2 separate regions of the Siniperca chuatsi genome follow, and region 1 is linked to region 2. Evidence: chromatin contacts called from public Hi-C data. All regions are on one chromosome and are shown on one strand. The core of a region is the stretch at or near the end of the contact, and the rest is flanking DNA. Distances in the headings are between cores, read along the strand shown. Region 1 has its middle 77 kb from the start of tsc22d3. Region 2 overlaps tsc22d3 (TSC22 domain family protein 3).

Region 1 (3,007 bases), core at 455-2,954, 61 kb after region 2:
GTGGAGAGAGATTAGAGTCAGGGGTGTATTTCAAAGATTAGTGGAAGTTGGGGAAGGAAGAGGAAATAACAACAACGTTTTGACTGATACAGGCTTTTGAAAGCTGATGTGGCACTAACTCTGTACCCAGAATAATTAACTTTACATTTATTTAAAGGTTAGCTCTTGAAGACAATTTGGCCCACTGCTAATCTATTCAATCGTGGAGAAAGCGCTGGGATATATTACTAAATTTCAAGTAGGTTGTATTTACAAAAAATACATATATTGAATGAGAAACTTTTCTAATAGTAGGGTGGACAACCTGAATGGCTAATGTCTAATAGAAGAAATGACTGCTGAATGTATTAGCAAACTGATATATGGGTCTAACTCGGCTAATAGTTTCTTCAGAACAGAGAAAGCAGAAAGGGCAAGTGGCATTGAGGCGTTATGTGCTGGCTTTTTCACGTGCACAGAGGCATGGGCCAGTCCACATGGAGCAGACACTCCTGCAGAGTCAGTGGTCTAACTTTTCTCTAGGTGTAAGGACAGGACATTTCATAAATGACCAAAACACTCTTGAGAACCTGAATCAGAAACATTGCCTAAGATTTCACTATGCTTTGAATGCAACATGTTGGTGCAGAAAATACTGATAAATAATGCTGACAAAATAAAATAGAAAACATGTAGAAGACATGATAAAATAAAGATGAGTTGAACAGACATAACACCAAGAACATTTAAAAATGTGACTTACAGTATGTTTATTCTTTTTTTCCTTACCATTTTCAAGATTTTATCTGAACTAATGTGCCTGTTTTAGTCAATAGGAGAGATAGGATGTAAGTTGCATTGTCACTTGCAAGTTGGCAAGTATTTTGCAACAGATTTCAGGGTGTGGGAAAATAAATCACAGGCTACCTTGCACAATTTTTTCCAGTCCACAGTTGCAGAATGATTGCCTTTGGTAAGTCTTATTTCTTTTCAACCTGAACTGGGTTTAAATAAATGAATAAGTAAATAAATAGAAAATCTCAGGCACGGATGCACTTATAGAGGTTATGGCAAATGATTTTAATCTAAGGACAATGGTGCAGTTCTCTAGCAAGTAGGTCAGATTCACTCGTGGCTCCTCAAAGGCAGACATGACCTATTACAGAGATTTCACATATAAGTGGGAAGCACAGCACAGTGCATTAGGCAAGCACAGTGAACTAAATGTTTGAAAGAAATTCACTTTCACACACTCACGGTATGCCAGCTGGAGCACAAACCCTGAACCACAGCTCCTTAGAAATCCAATAGAGAGTCCAATGCATGGCCACATGAAATATACTTCATACTTGGCCTACAGGCTGATATGATCAGGGAGGTGGCTGAAAACTAAGAGTAAGTTTACCTTCTTCACCTACTGACCTACAGACCTGAGAACTGGTGTACTCAATCTGACTGAGTGTGGGAGTAACTGTTTAAGGCATGCAGTGTTATACACACAGTGCTTTTTCAAACATTTTGAGTGTTTTACAAAGAAGCTCTCAGGCGAGTGCAGTATATTCACATTGTTTGCATTTACTATTGACTTTGTGTACTGTACGTCTCAGAGTTTATCTTATGTATGAGTAATGCATGCAGAACATGAATGCATGTGTGCATCTACTGTACACACATAAAAACACACACTTATCTGGTTTTATGATGTTGTAATGTTAGCACTTCACTTTATAAATTAAGCACAAACACTGCAAAGAAACTGTTTCATAACCTCACCAGCAGGACTGTACTGCTAACAGCAGGTAGATTAGGGACTAATGTTTGCCCCCGCATGAGGTGTTGTGACCTTGTTGCCAGTTTGCTGAAGTTACATAACGCCCCCAGACAGGTGAAAAAACAAATGACCAATTAATAGTGTCTCCCTGCAGAGCAACAACACAGCCTCTGCTATGACAGTCCCAGCCAGTCAAGACCAGTGCAGCTGCAGGTGAGGACAAGGTTTGTTTGTGTGTGAAGTGTACGTTTTGGAGTTGCAGATTCCATGCAAGTTTGGATGTGCGCACTCAACTCCACATGTGTATGTGAACATAGTGAAGCTTACAAATATGCTCTGCCTGCTTCGGCTTACATAACACCACAAATTAATATAAACCAGATCCAGAATGCAGTGCACACATTTTTTAATGACACAACAAAGTTGAAAAATAATGAATGCTAAACAATCCGATTTCAGACTCTGTCTACAGCAAACATCAAAATTTTTAAATTCTCCCCAAATCACACAGGTCACACAACCTTTTTTCATCCGGAATATTTTTAATTCTGCAAACCTCAAAAGAGGAGGAATAACAATTCTTATATGTTCTTATTTGCATGTTTGTGCCCTTATATAGCCTACTGTAGAGTATGTGCATATGTGACCCTGTGTGAGTTTATTTTCGTGTGGCGTGGCTCATCTGCCATCCCAGCTGAGAGCACAGCATGGCCGAGCAGAGCGAGCCGACGCCCTCCTCAGGCAGGGGTAATCCTGAGGTGATGACATTTCAGTCTGGCTTCACAGGTATGACTAGAGAGAACTGCTTCTGCATAGGTTTGAGCTGAGGTTATACAATATTACATAGAACACATGCCTACCATGGCCCATTTGCAAATGTTGTGGCCCTAGGCACATTTTTAAAACACTACCTCTGCTGTAGCATAATGCACCAGTGTGCTGTTATAAAACAATTCAGCAAGCGGTTATATGCCCCCTGGAGAGTATGCATGCATGATTTGGAGGACTGTGGTCGCCTTTAACATGAACTAAAGAAAAAATAAAAGAAACTTTTCAGTGTTGCCTGAAATGTTCATTTCAGTCATTTGCATGTTATGAAACAGTGTCAGAATATTCATATTGTTTTCATATTATGTATTTTCTCATTAAGGTAATGCAAATAGGTTAAGATGTTGCCAGTATTCATGTAGCAAAATGAAAGAGCTACCTCACTGCTCACAATCTTTTTCATGTTGGGTCTGTGCTGTTTTATAGTAC
Region 2 (3,035 bases), core at 297-2,796:
TAAACAATTATGTAATGTGGATGTTGTAACGTAAATGTGTAATTGGATTTATAGTGGAGTCTCTGACATCTGCTTCCCATCACACAGTCGTATCCTTAATTAAATCTACAGTACCTGAGTGGCATTTAGTACAATTTAAGCTTTCTGAAGTGTTTACCTCATTTTGAAAGTTGAGAACATGTTGGGCAACCTGCTCACGCCTTTTGTTTCATCAGATGTATTTAAGTATACAATAAACTTCTAAGCTAAATCAAGAAAATATTTTTTTTTTCTGTGAAGGCAGGAGCAGAGCTTGGCAGAAATTGAATGTAATATAACAGCCACTCTGAATTACAGTTTACAATATGCATGCTTTTAAAAGGCCAAATCAAACTCTGACTTTAGTGTAATGAATATGGTTTCCTGTTTGTTACTGTTGCGTCCAAATTTCCAAACTCTCATTGGCTTCAAGTGTTCCTGCACAACTGGAGAGGGGCTATGTGAGAAAGACAGGAAAGAAAGAAATAAAAGAACCAAACAAACCAACAAAGAAAACAAAGGAACAGAAACCTCCGAACATATATATTTTTTGTGTGTGATGACATTGCAGTTTTTCACAGTGAGTCACAGACCAAAAAACAAAGCTGATTATAGTCGCATTCTATTGCATACAAACGTGGCTCTTAAAATCACTTCAACATAAATAAGGGTTAGGCTTGCCAGACTGAAGACCTGTTTGGTCCCACAGGCAGACAGCAGTAGCAGAATGAAAAAGTGGACCTGTTCTGCCAAGCTCTTTTTCTCTCTCTGGATGCCTTTCTGGCAGACAAGAGCCCGCGAGAGAGAAAGGAAAAAAATGAACGTATGTGCCAAGTTTCTGTGAGTCTGTGATTTTTTTTTCTGGCCGTCAGAGAGAGAGAGAGAGAAAGAGAGAGAGGGAGATGGAGAGTGAGGCACTAGCAGACTGAAATGAGCGAAAATAACAAGATGCATCCTGTCTAACGCTTCACTTCTGTCTTTGTGTCACTGTGTTTAAAAGAGGCAGTCGTACCATGGAGCGGCCTGGGACGGTCGTATCTGGTGGGGCATTATGCCTCTCTCCCCTGCCATCTTATTGTGCCATCTTGAGGAGCAATTATCACCAGTGACATTAAATGACCTCTTTCTGCATTCCTTCCAGTATGGTGTCATGGAGAGGAATGAGTCACAGATCATCATTATGTTTGCGTGCTTTGGTGTTTACACAGTCTGGGATTAGGCTAAACAGCGGCCCTCTGAAAACATGTAGATGCTGCTGGAGCCAATGCCAAAAAAGTGTGGGACTCTGGGAGGAATGTTGACGAGTGCTGAAACTCTCTTTCCCTCCCTTTCTTCATCTGTTCCTCCCAACTGTCTCCGGCTCCCTCTCTTGTGCATATACTTGTGCACACACACACACACACACACACACACACACACACACACACACACACACACACACATGCAGATTCCATCCAGGCTGCCATCCACGTCCCTGACACAAGTCTTTCAGGGGCCTGCAACGCACACAAAGACCTATTTATTACTAGCCTGAATACATGGTGTCATATAAGGGGAAGTGGAGCCTGCACCGCTCCGGCAGTAAGAGAGAAAAGAGGGGACTTTATGTAACACTCGAGGTTACAACCTCTCAGTACTTGTGAGCCAACGGTGAGGAAGTTAGTTGGGGTCAGAAGGTTTTTCTTGCATCAGTAAGGACGTCTTTTGCTGTGGAAGAGCTCAAGCTGCGCAGGAAGACAGTTGACCCCCTATACATCTATAGAGTCATAGCTCGGTGTTCAGCACAGGTCACCCTAAACAAGTCAAGAGAATACTTTCTAGCGGCACAGATAAAATGGATTCCAAAGAAAAAAACATGGATGTAATGAATGGGTCATATGTTTTGGAAAAACAAGCCATAAATTAATCGTAGTCATCTGTGAGGTGCACGACTCTTTTCTCTCCTTCTCCTACACATTTCCATCTGTGTTGGCCAACCCTAATGTTTTTACTGATGCATCACCCTCGGGCTTGTTTAGCATAATTTAAGCGTTGCTTTGCTGTAGGCTACTCTCATATGCCAGGTCACGATGTGTGGGAAGTGCACATACAGAATAATACTGTTACAAAACTTTGCTTTTCCTTTAGAATGTTGATGAGTTGTAAGGATTCTTTGGGCCAGAATTTAAAGTTAGAACAACTGTTGTAGCTTATTTAGCATATAGTGGCTTTGAGGTTCATTGTACACATCTGAAATCAATAGCTGAACTGCATGCAAGAAAAACAAGAAAGACATATCTGTCCAAATAAAGTCAATTTACAGCAAATTTAGGGCTGGTATTTAGGGCTTAGTTTTCAATTTCAAAAACAGACTTTCCTAAATACATAAAACAAACAGCAACTAAGACAATGTTATCAAACTACATGCCACATGATTTAGCATTTGGCAAATAAATATTATGTAGTTTAAAAATAATGTTTTTATAAAATAGAATCCAGAAATTTCCAGTATTTTTTACATGATTTGACAAAAAGTTAACAAACCACACTGCCGGCTCACACCTATGTGCATGAGGGTAAATCCAGTTTGCAGTTAACATATGGGTATTGAGGGTCGTCTTGGGTTGGTGAGGTCTATAGGTGAATGTTCTGACACTCCAACAATAATAATAATAATAATCTGTAGGTCTACTGTAATGAATGCTCCTCCTGTTCTCACCAGAGGTTGCATAACAGACACAGTGTGGAAATGTTGGCATAACACTTGCAATCTTTCCATGCTTTTTTCAGGATTTTATCAGTAGAATCATCATTTTGAATTGGAATTAATGTGTTGTTATCTGATCTATTTAGTGGTCTGGTGTATTTCTAGTGCTCTTTTTGTTCATGAGCCCACTTCCTAGCCCTCAGGAGGGAAAGGATGCTATTGTAGCTTATATCAGTGGGAAATTCAGAGAAACACCCTGATAAAAAACAAAGTCTCTTGCTATTATTCTATGAGAGCCAGCAAGGGGTGGATATAAAAGAAAACAACAACT

Evidence for each region. A called contact is a pair of places that touch in the nucleus more often than the background predicts.
Region 1: a Hi-C map of liver shows a contact between it and region 2, with 2.9 times the contacts expected there. The contact joins two enhancer-like sites. A contact is called at or near these places in 2 of 3 Hi-C or Micro-C datasets (liver and an unstated tissue).

Annotation. Positions count from the first base shown.
Region 1 is chrLG8:14,120,082-14,123,088 of ASM2008510v1, forward strand. No RefSeq gene overlaps it. Among protein-coding and RNA genes, the nearest start is that of tsc22d3, 77 kb to the left of the region's middle. Within about 2 kb of position 1,705, the one cell type or tissue checked has an H3K27ac peak away from gene starts, as active enhancers do. A contact at or near this core is called in liver, where this site is marked.
Region 2 is chrLG8:14,059,190-14,062,224 of ASM2008510v1, forward strand. The region is part of intron 1 of tsc22d3 (TSC22 domain family protein 3); the gene reads left to right. Among protein-coding and RNA genes, the nearest start is that of tsc22d3, 17 kb to the left of the region's middle. Within about 2 kb of position 1,547, the one cell type or tissue checked has an H3K27ac peak away from gene starts, as active enhancers do. A contact at or near this core is called in liver, where this site is marked.